Regions from separate parts of the Capra hircus genome. Here region 1 is linked to region 2. The links are chromatin contacts, called in public Hi-C maps. All regions are on one chromosome and are shown on one strand. The core of a region is the stretch at or near the end of the contact, and the rest is flanking DNA. Distances in the headings are between cores, read along the strand shown.

Evidence for each region. A called contact is a pair of places that touch in the nucleus more often than the background predicts.
Region 1: a Hi-C map of blood shows a contact between it and region 2, with 4 times the contacts expected there. The contact joins two enhancer-like sites. A contact is called at or near these places in 2 of 5 Hi-C or Micro-C datasets (both in blood).

The regions. Positions count from the first base shown.
Region 1 is chr4:74,202,493-74,207,507 of ARS1.2, reverse strand. The region is part of intron 2 of LHFPL3 (lipoma HMGIC fusion partner-like 3 protein); the gene reads left to right. Among named protein-coding and RNA genes, the nearest start is that of KMT2E, 110 kb to the right of the region's middle. Within about 2 kb of position 3,222, at least 1 of the 5 cell types and tissues checked has an H3K27ac peak or open chromatin away from gene starts, as enhancers often do.
Region 2 is chr4:74,159,519-74,164,280 of ARS1.2, reverse strand. All of the region lies in intron 2 of LHFPL3 (lipoma HMGIC fusion partner-like 3 protein), which reads left to right. Among named protein-coding and RNA genes, the nearest start is that of KMT2E, 63 kb to the right of the region's middle. Within about 2 kb of position 3,255, at least 2 of the 5 cell types and tissues checked have an H3K27ac peak or open chromatin away from gene starts, as enhancers often do.

The sequences.
Region 1 (5,015 bases), core at 1,973-4,472, 43 kb before region 2:
TCTTGGCGACCCCATGAATCGCAGCACGCCAGGCCTCCCTGTCCATCACCATCTCCCGGAGTTCACTCAAACTCACGTCCATTGAGTCGGTGATGCCATCCAGCCATCTCATCCTCTGTCGTCCCTTTCTCCTCCTGCCCCCAATCCCTCCCAGCATCAGAGTCTTTTCCAATGAGTCAACTCTTCTCATGAGGTGGCCAAAGTACTGGAGTTTCAGCTTTAGCATCAGTCCTTCCAAAGAACACCAGGGCTGATCTCCTTTAGAATGGACTGGTTGGATTTCCTTGCAGTCCAAGGGACTCTCAGGAGTCTTCTCCAACACCACAGTTCAAAAGCATCCATTCTTTGGCACTCAGCTTTCTTTCCAGCCCAACTCTCACATCCATACATGACCACTGGAAAAACCATAGCCTTGACTAGACAGACCTTGGTTGGCAAAGTAATGTCTCTGCTTTTGAATATGCTATCTAGGTTGCTCATTACTTTTCTTCCAAGGAGTAAGCATCTTTTAATTTCATGGCTGCAATCACCATCTGCAGTGATTTTGGAGCCCCCAAAAATAAAGTCTGACACTGTTTCCACTGTTTCTCCATCTATTTCCCATGAAGTGATGGGACCAGATGCCATGATCTTTGTTTTCTGAATGTTGAGCTTTAAGCCAACTTTTTCACTCTCCTCTTTCACTTTCATCAAGAGGCTTTTTAGTTCCTCTTCACTTTCTGCCATAAGGGTGGTGTCATGTGCATATCTGAGGTTATTGGTATTTCTCCCGGCAATCTTGATTCCAGCTTGTGCTTCTTCCAGCCCAGCATTTCTTATGATGTACTCTGCATGTAAGTTAAATAAGCAGGGTGACATGAATCAAAACCACAGAAAGATACCATTTCCCACCCACTAGCATGCCTGTGATCAAATAGAGTGTTAACAAAGATTTAGAGAAATTGAAAACCACATACATTGCTGATGGGAATGTAAAGTGGTGCGTACACTAGAAACAGTTTGGAAATTCCTCAGAAAATTACACAGTTCCTATATAACCCAGGAATTCCACTCCTAGTTATATGTACCTAACAGAAATGAAAACGTACATCACACAGTAACTTGTACAAGAATGTTTAGCGCAGCGTTACTCATAATAACCATAAGTTAGAAACAAATACTATTCAGCTGAAGAATGAATACGCAAAATGTGGCATATTCATACAGTGGTATACTATTTGGCAATAAAAAGGAATGGAGTCCTGAATTATGCTACAACATGGATGAACCTTCAAAACATTTTGCTAAGTGAAAGAATCCAGTCACAAAGGATCGTCATGTGTTCCATGATTTCTTTTATAGGAAATGCCCTGAATAGGCAAATCCAGAGAGACAGAAGGTAAATAAACGAGTGTTTCCAAAGACCAGAGGGAGGGGAGAAAGCAGAGGTATGATGTTTTTGTGGTGATGAAAATATTCTACAATTAGTTAGTAGTGCTGGTTGTGCAACTCTATGAATATATCACAAATCGATGAATTATATTCTTTAAGTGGTGTCTTATGGTATGTAAGTTATATCTTAGTAAAGCTATTACCAAGAAAATAGTTTCTCTTCCACAGGACTTCTCAGTGAGTGGTAAAATCCTCAAGAGGAGTGTATGGTTTATATTTTATTTAGGGTACCTAACTGTTCTCATTTGCCTGGGACTGAAGGCGTTCCCAAACATAACGGTCAGTGCTAAAACTAGAAAAGTCCTAGGCCATCCATGCAATATGGGGGACATACTTACAGTAAAAAAAAAAAAAAAAGAAGTCCAATGTTTATCTGAAATGTAAGCATCCTCTATTTTTATTTGCTAAATCTAGCAACCCTAATTTTACAGGATGATCCAGTTTGTCTAGATCACGTAGAAGCAGAGATCTAGAGTTAAGTTTAAATTTAAGAGACCGACAGTGTTTGAAGTTAAGGAAGAAAGCTCCCAAAGCATTTTGGAACCTTGGCCAAAACTATTACCAAATAGTTCTTCAGAAATCTCTTTTCACAACTTTCTGCCTCAAGTTCTCTCATTTCCAAGGTCTACTGCAAAGGGTTCTTGGCAGAGGACTCTTTAAGAATGATATTAATAAATAGTTACATGAAATAATGTGCTTCTTTAAAGTGTTTCATCTTGGATGAAGCATAAACTAGTTCCTCCTGGCATCTGAGTACAGGATGAACTGTATTGTAAGTAAGTCTATTTTTAGCTCACTAGTGTTTTGGAAGACAGGCTGTTAAAAATAGAAGCAGGCCTAGTAGAGTAGAGAAGCAAGAGTGCTTTTCCTCACCGATTAATGAAAATTAAGCTGGTCCTCTGAGCCCGGTACTCTTGCCTGGAAAATCCCATGGACAGAGGAGCCTGGTGGGCTGCCATCTATGGGGTCGCACAGAGTCAGACACGACTGAAGCGAATTAGCAGCAGCAACAGCAGCTGAGCCCAAATGGTTGGAGGGAAGGTGTGTGCCGCCGTATGATCAGGTTAAAAGGCTGTGGCTTGTAATTTGGAAATTAGCATGTCATGTGTCACTGAGGCAGAAGATGAGGGACGTAGCTGTAACGCGAGTTCCCTGGAAATGCACAGATACAGGAAGTCAAGGGCTTGCATGTTTGACCAGGTGAAAGGCGCTGTATTTCAAGAATCCTACTCGCGACCTTGGAAGCCGGGGCTCAATTCAGTGATGGTTCTTTCCATCACTTCTCAGCACTACAGGTTAGCGGCCACCAGGAGGCACCAAAGCAAGGCCATTCCGAAGGACGGCGTCTGACACTCCTGAGCAGCGGGGTGATCATCACAGCCTCCCCTTTGAGATTCCGTGCCCAGTATGTACCTTTCGGCAAAGCAACCGGGTGGGTATGCGCATGGATTTACAGTCAGCCGGTCAAAGATTTCAAACGTGCTCTGGCGCTTAGCACCCTTGCGGCCTCTTTAATCCACAAACAAGGATTATAAAGTACCTCAGGCAGAGGCAAGTGATAAGAATTAAATGAGTCAGTGTCTGGAAAGTGCTTAATACTTAATCCCGTGCTTTTTGCGTCGTAAATTCTCAGTTCCATAGTACACCCTGGAAGCCGCTAGGGGGTTCCGATGCCAATAAGGTCACAGAGAAGGCATTAGCTTTTTTTCATTCCCTTCCATTCTAGAATCTCTTCCCCCTTCCTCTCTCCTTCAGAGATCCCGAGACCTGCTTCAAAAGTCTTCCTTCTGACAATCTGCCAAGGACATTCTCCACAGAAATACAGTGATTCCCAAAGTTCTGTTCAATCCTCTCTACCCAGTGTTTCCCCATGTGGTTCAAAAGCCGCTTGCATCAGAATCATCTGGATCCAGGAAGTGGGGATTTCTGGGGATGGAATCTAGGACTCTGCATTTTAATGAGCTTCCAAAGTCAATCTTATGCATGATAAAACTTGAGACTCTGCTCTATTCCTAGTGAGATTTTTTTAAACAGAGAATATAGTACACATTGATCTCAACCAGCTGTTAACTGATTATCTGATTAAAGTAATTCACACTGAACTGTGAAGAACAAATAAACTCCCCTTTCAGGAGAATTCGCATTCTGGCGTTTTACAAATCTTAATGAATTCCCAATTAGTGAAACGTCTGGGATGGACGTTTAAACGTCTGGGATGGACCTTGCCAGTGACCCATACCTCAGGGGAAGCTTTCTTATGTCCTGGAACCCCAGGCTCACTGACTAGTGGAGTGGAGGGAAAAGAGAAGGAAGAGAAGAAGAAGGCAAAGGAGGAAGAGTGGGAGATGGAAGGTTAGGAGAGGAGTTGGGAGAGGGGTGGACAGAGAGAACCACCCTCCCAAATATCCCCCCTGCAACAGCATGTGTGCTTCAAGCTCATCCAAGTACAGAAGGTCCCAGCTGCAATCCGTTATACTCTATCCCAGAGACATCACAACTGAGGCTTCTATTTTATTTGCTACTCAGTTTATTTTTTTAATACGAAACTGCCCAATTGCCCAGCCTAATATAAAGCTGCTAAGGAGTAATAGCCCCTTGCTCTTTGTTGCTCCCAGACCATTTCTTCTCCCTCTAGGTGGCTATGACCCAGCCTCCAATTATTGGGTGTTCCCCCCTTCTCTCTTACAGCCCCTAAGTGAACTCTTCCTAGCTCATGATTTTAAATACCATCCACACAACTGGTGTTTCCTAAATACATATCTCTAGTCCCACCCTCTCCCCTTGCTGTCCAGACCCTTGTGTCTAACTGCCTCCTCTATGCCTCCCCCTGTAATTGTTGTTCAGTCACTCAGTCGTGTCCGACTGTTTGGGACCCCACGGAGTGCAGCACATCAGGTTCCCTGTCCTTCACCAACTCCTGGAGCTTGCTCAAACTTGTGTCCATTGAGTCAATGATGCCATCCAACCATCTCATCCTCTGTTGTCCCCTTTTCTTCCTGACCTCAATCTTTCCCAGCATCAGGGTCTTTTCTAATGAGTCAGCTCTTTGCATCAGGTGGCCAAAGTATTGGAGCTTCAGCTTCATAATCAGTCCTTTCAATGAATATTCAGGATTGATTTCCTTTAGGATTGACTGTTTGGATCTCTCTGCAGCCCAAGGGACTCTCAAGAGTCTTCTCCAACACCATAGTTCAAAAGCATCAATTCTTTGACACTCAGCCTTCTTTGTGATCCAGTTCTCACATCCATACATGACTACTGGAAAAACCATAGCTTTGACTATATGAACCTTTGTCAGCAAAGTAATGTCTCTGTTTTTTAATACACTGTTTAGTTTGGTCATAGCTTTTCTTTCAAGGAGCAAACATCTTTTAATTTCACAGCTGCAATCACCATCTGCAGTGATTTTGGGAGCCCAAAAAAATAAAGTCTGTCACTGTTTCCATTGTTTCCCCATCTATTTGCCATGAAGTGATGGACCAGATGACAAGATCTTAGTTTTTGAATGTTCAGTTTTAAGCCAGCTTTTTCATTCTCCTCTTTCACCATCATCAAGAGGCTCTTTAGTTCCTCTTTGCTTTCTG
Region 2 (4,762 bases), core at 2,006-4,505:
AGCATACAAGGCTAAAAAATATTTTAACATAGATATAGAAGGGGGTGCCCAAGAGAGCTTCTCTTAAACCACAGAGCCTTGGATTAGCCTTTTTATTTATATCTTTGATTTTAACGATAATTATCCTACATAAATTGTTTACTCCTCCTAGGTAAAGAAATTCAATCCTGACTGACTAATTTAATGGTCACTCCGGTTGGAAAAGTAGAATTGCATACAGTTAAACACAAAAGCTACATTATGTTATCTGGGTTCAAATCCTGGCTTAGAACTTGCAACCTGTGTGCCCTTGGAGAGTTATGAAACACTCCCAGGCCTCAGTTTCCTAATCTACAAAAGAAGGATAATAATCAAATCTATCTCACAGAGTCATGCAAGACACTACACCCAGCACAGAAACTGCCACAAAGGAGAGGCTCAGTGGGAACACAAGGTACCATTGTGCTGGTAGATCCCAGGCAGCCTAATTTGCATAGCCCCCCAGGATGCAGAGATAGAACAGCCTGCCCCACTCCATTAGCAGGCAGATCTGGACATGAGGAAGATCCAAGGTCAGATCTCTGGTCACTAGAATTACTGTATGATCCGATAATTCTAGGTAAATACCTGAACGAATTGAAAATAGAGACTAAAACAGATTTTGTACCCCAGTGCTCATCACAGTATTATTCACAGTAGCCAAAAGGTGGAAATAACCCAAATATTCATCAGCAAATGCATGGATAGACAAAATGAGATATATATTAATGCATCAATGAAACATTGCTGCTGCTGCTGCTAAGACACTTCAGTCGTGTCCAACTCTGTGCGACCCCATAGATGGCAGCCCACCAGGCTCCTCTGTCCATGGGATTTTCCAGGCAAGAGTACTGGAGTGGGTTGCCATTGCCTGTTCCTCAATGGAACACTGTTCAGCCTTAAAAACAAATGAAATTTGGATGCATGTGTGAATGACGTTGGAAACATTGTCAGAGACAAAAAGATAAATGCTGTCTGATTGCACAATATATGTTATCTATAATAGTAAAATCTGCAGAAACAGAAAGTAGAATGATAGCAGCAGCTGGTGGAAAGAGGCAAAGGGGAATTATTATTTAATGGATACAGAGTTCCAGTTCAGGATGATAAGAAAAAAGCTCTGGATATGAAATAGTGATCTTGGTTGCACAGTAGTGTGAATGTACCTAATGTCAGTGAATTGTGCACTTAAAGATGGTTAAAATGGACTGTGAAAAACAGTATGGTGGGTTCTCAAAAAACTAGAACTACTATATGATCCAGCAATTTCACTCCTGGGTATATATCCAAAAAAACAAAACACTAATTTGAAAAGATAAATGTGCCCCAATATTCACAGCAGCATTTACAGTTGCCAAGTATGGAAGCAAGCAAACTGTCTATCAACAGATGAATGAATAAAGAAAATATGTACACACACACACACACACACTCACACACACATGCATACGTACAATGGAATGCTGCTCAGCCAAAGAAAAGATTGAAATTTTGCCATTTGCTGCAACATAGACGGACTTAGAGGGCATTGACTAAGTGAAATAAGTCAGAGAACGACAAAGAGTCTATGATATCACTTACATTTACAATCTAAAAAAATACACCAAACTAGTGAATATATGAAACACAAGCAGACTCACAGATACAGAGAACAAACTAGCGTTTACCAATGGGAGAGGGAATCAGGAGGGGCAATACAGGGGAAGGGGATTAATAGGTAAAAACAATTGTATATAAAATAAGCTACAGTGATTTATCGTACAGCAGAGGGAATATAGCCAATATTTTGTAATAACTGTAAATATAGTATAACCTTTAAAAATGTGAATTTTATATATATTACATACTTATAACATATAATATTGTACCTCCAACTATACTTCAATGTAAAAAATTTTAAAGAAGAAATAATAAACCATGCTGGAATATGGAATGTGCTGGGAGATACTGAGAAGGTGGTTCTTGAGTTGGCCTCAAGACTAAGCCAGCTTTAAATGATCTAGGGAGGAGAGAGGAGGGGTGAAATGCGAGGGCCCAGCCTGTGCTGAACATGTGGGGAAATTGGAAGGACAACCTTGACGGCTTCTTGCCACAAAGACTCTGCCACCAGTAATGATTTCATTCTATTAAATAAGAAACAAAATAATAAAACAAATAATGGCTAACCTAAGGTAATGCTAAAGACTTTGTGTTTATTATCTTGCTTAACCCTCATAACATCATGAGGTGTGCGTGTACTAAGTTGCTTCAGTTGTGTTAGACTCTGTGCAACCCTGAGGACTGCAGCCTGCCAGGCTTCTCTGTCCATGGGATTCTGCAGGCAAGAATACTGGACTGGGTTGTCATGCCCTCCTCCAGGGGATCTTCCCGACCCAGGGATCGAACCTGCGTCTCTTACATCTAACCTGCATTGGCAAGTGGGTTCTTTACCACTAGGGCCACTTGGAAATATCATGAGGTAGAACTGTACCTCAACCCATTCTACAGAGGACTAAACTGAAGCTCAGAGAAATTCAGTAACTTGCCCAAGAGCATGTTGCTAGAGAACAGCAAAGTTCCAGACCCTGGCTCTTAACTGCTGGATTCAACTTCCTCTAGTTAATCAGTGACACAGTTTTCACTGTTGGCATTTCCCCACCACCTAGATAACCGAACAGAAAGTAAACTAATTTTAAATTAGCTCCAGTTAATATTAAATAATAAAGCATTATCTGAATTAGTCTCAAAGTGATGATTCTTAACCTTTGGGAGTGAGAGTCCCCTCTGAAAATCTGACATCAGTTAAAGACCCTCATCCAGAAATATGTGCATATACACACAAAGTCTGCTTTGAACTTCAGGGACTTCCTGAAGCCCTGGAACAGCCCTAAGTTACCACTTCTTGACCTCACACTTCCAGATCCCAGAAAAGCCCCTCCAAGTACAGATGGTGTGGGTGTCACATTCAGTCCCAACATCCCCTCCATTAGCACAGATCATCAAGGTTGCTGGCGCAGCTGCTCTGCCTCTGTGTGCTCAGCAACTCAGTCGTGTCCAACTCTTGGCGACCCTACTAACCAAAGGCCGCCAGGCTCCTCTGTCCATGGGATTCTCCAGGCAAGAATACTGGAGTGGGCTGCCAACATGTAATCAAATCATAAACTCTCTTCAACCATATTTGTTCTATTGAATAAGCATTTGAATTCTTGGCGAGCCTCATGGTCTGGGAACGCTGATGCTTTCGTTCTGCCAGTGTGAAGGGGAGCAGGCTGTGGGTGGGCCTTCTGGAACAAGGTTGTGTGACCAGATGCTATTGCTGATGCCTCCCATACTGTCAGGTGCTGGGGTGGTCAGAAGTCACTTCCACCCTAGGGATCAGGAAGATAAACAAACAGAATTAACCGAACTCCCGTCCTGGAGCAGTCCTGCCCCATGTGTATTGGAGGAGGTCAAAAGTATAATAAATAGTTTCCTTTCCCCTCACTCTGAGTTTAGCAACAGTGTTTTTCTCCTCTTTAATTTTTTTCTAGGCAAGGAACAAAACACAGACAATGTACTATAATGTTAAAAAAAATGTGTTTAGGAGACAGATGTAGATTTAAATCCTAGCTTCATAACTTACTCAGGCAAGTTACTCAGCATCTCTGAACCTCTGATTTCTGCTTTAGAAAATGTGGACACCAGTGTTTATCTTACAGAATTGTTGTGAGGATTAGAGAAGACAATACACTTATGTTCCTGACACATCATAAGTACTTAATAAGCAGCCACTAAAATCAGACCTCATGGTACTTGTATTTCTGGCTATCAGGTTCACACTGAGATTAATAGCCCCACTGGATGGGTTTGCATAAGTCCTAGCATATCAAAAGCTATTGTGATCTCAAGGAAATATAAAAGAACCATAAACCCTAACCTCAATTGTCCAGAGGCCATAACTGCTTTCTTAGATTTCTCTTCATTCTTGGCACAGAGCTTGGTGAACAGCTGAATGATGGCAGATACATGTGGACCACAAGTTACTACGGGAGAGGCAGGATCCCCTTAAAAAATCAATAAGTGGAGCAGATGTCCTGTTTACTGTTAACAAGACAAGAAGACAAGGTTAGTGTTAAATCATAGCTACCCTGAAGAACACTTTGTGTGGGGAAGAGGCTTGGTCTTCAGAAGTTCTCTGCAACCCTCTGGTTCCCTGAAAGGAATTGGCTATAAAGCACCTTTGGGCAAGCCCTTCATCTCTGAGCTTGGATGTTAGGAAAAGCCTTGGGGAAATCAGCTGGATTTACTTATATCCCAAATCTTCAAAGCAAAAAAAAAAAAAAGAATTTGAATTTACAATGAAAGACTCACAATACCTTAAAGAGTGAACAAAGTAGAACTCAGGATCAAGGGGAAAAGGTGAAGCAGATGTGATAGCCCTAAAAAGCACCACAGCTGTAAACTTCACTCTGCACTTTTTGAACAAAAAGAGAGACAGAACGTTTCCTAGCTCTCATCAGAAAAAAAAACAAAATGCCATTCATGGAGGGAGGCACAACTCTTTCCTGGTACTAAACTCTGGTGAGAATTTCCTAGCTCTCATCAGAAAAAAATAAAATGCCATTCATGGAGGGAGGCACAACTCTTTCCTGGCACTAAACTCTGGTGAGAATTTCTCATATAGAACATACATAAGGAGCTGGAATCATGCCAGGTCTGTCCTCAACAACTGTTTTACAGTAAATACATGGTTTTAATAGCTGTTTATTGTAGTGACCTCAAGGGA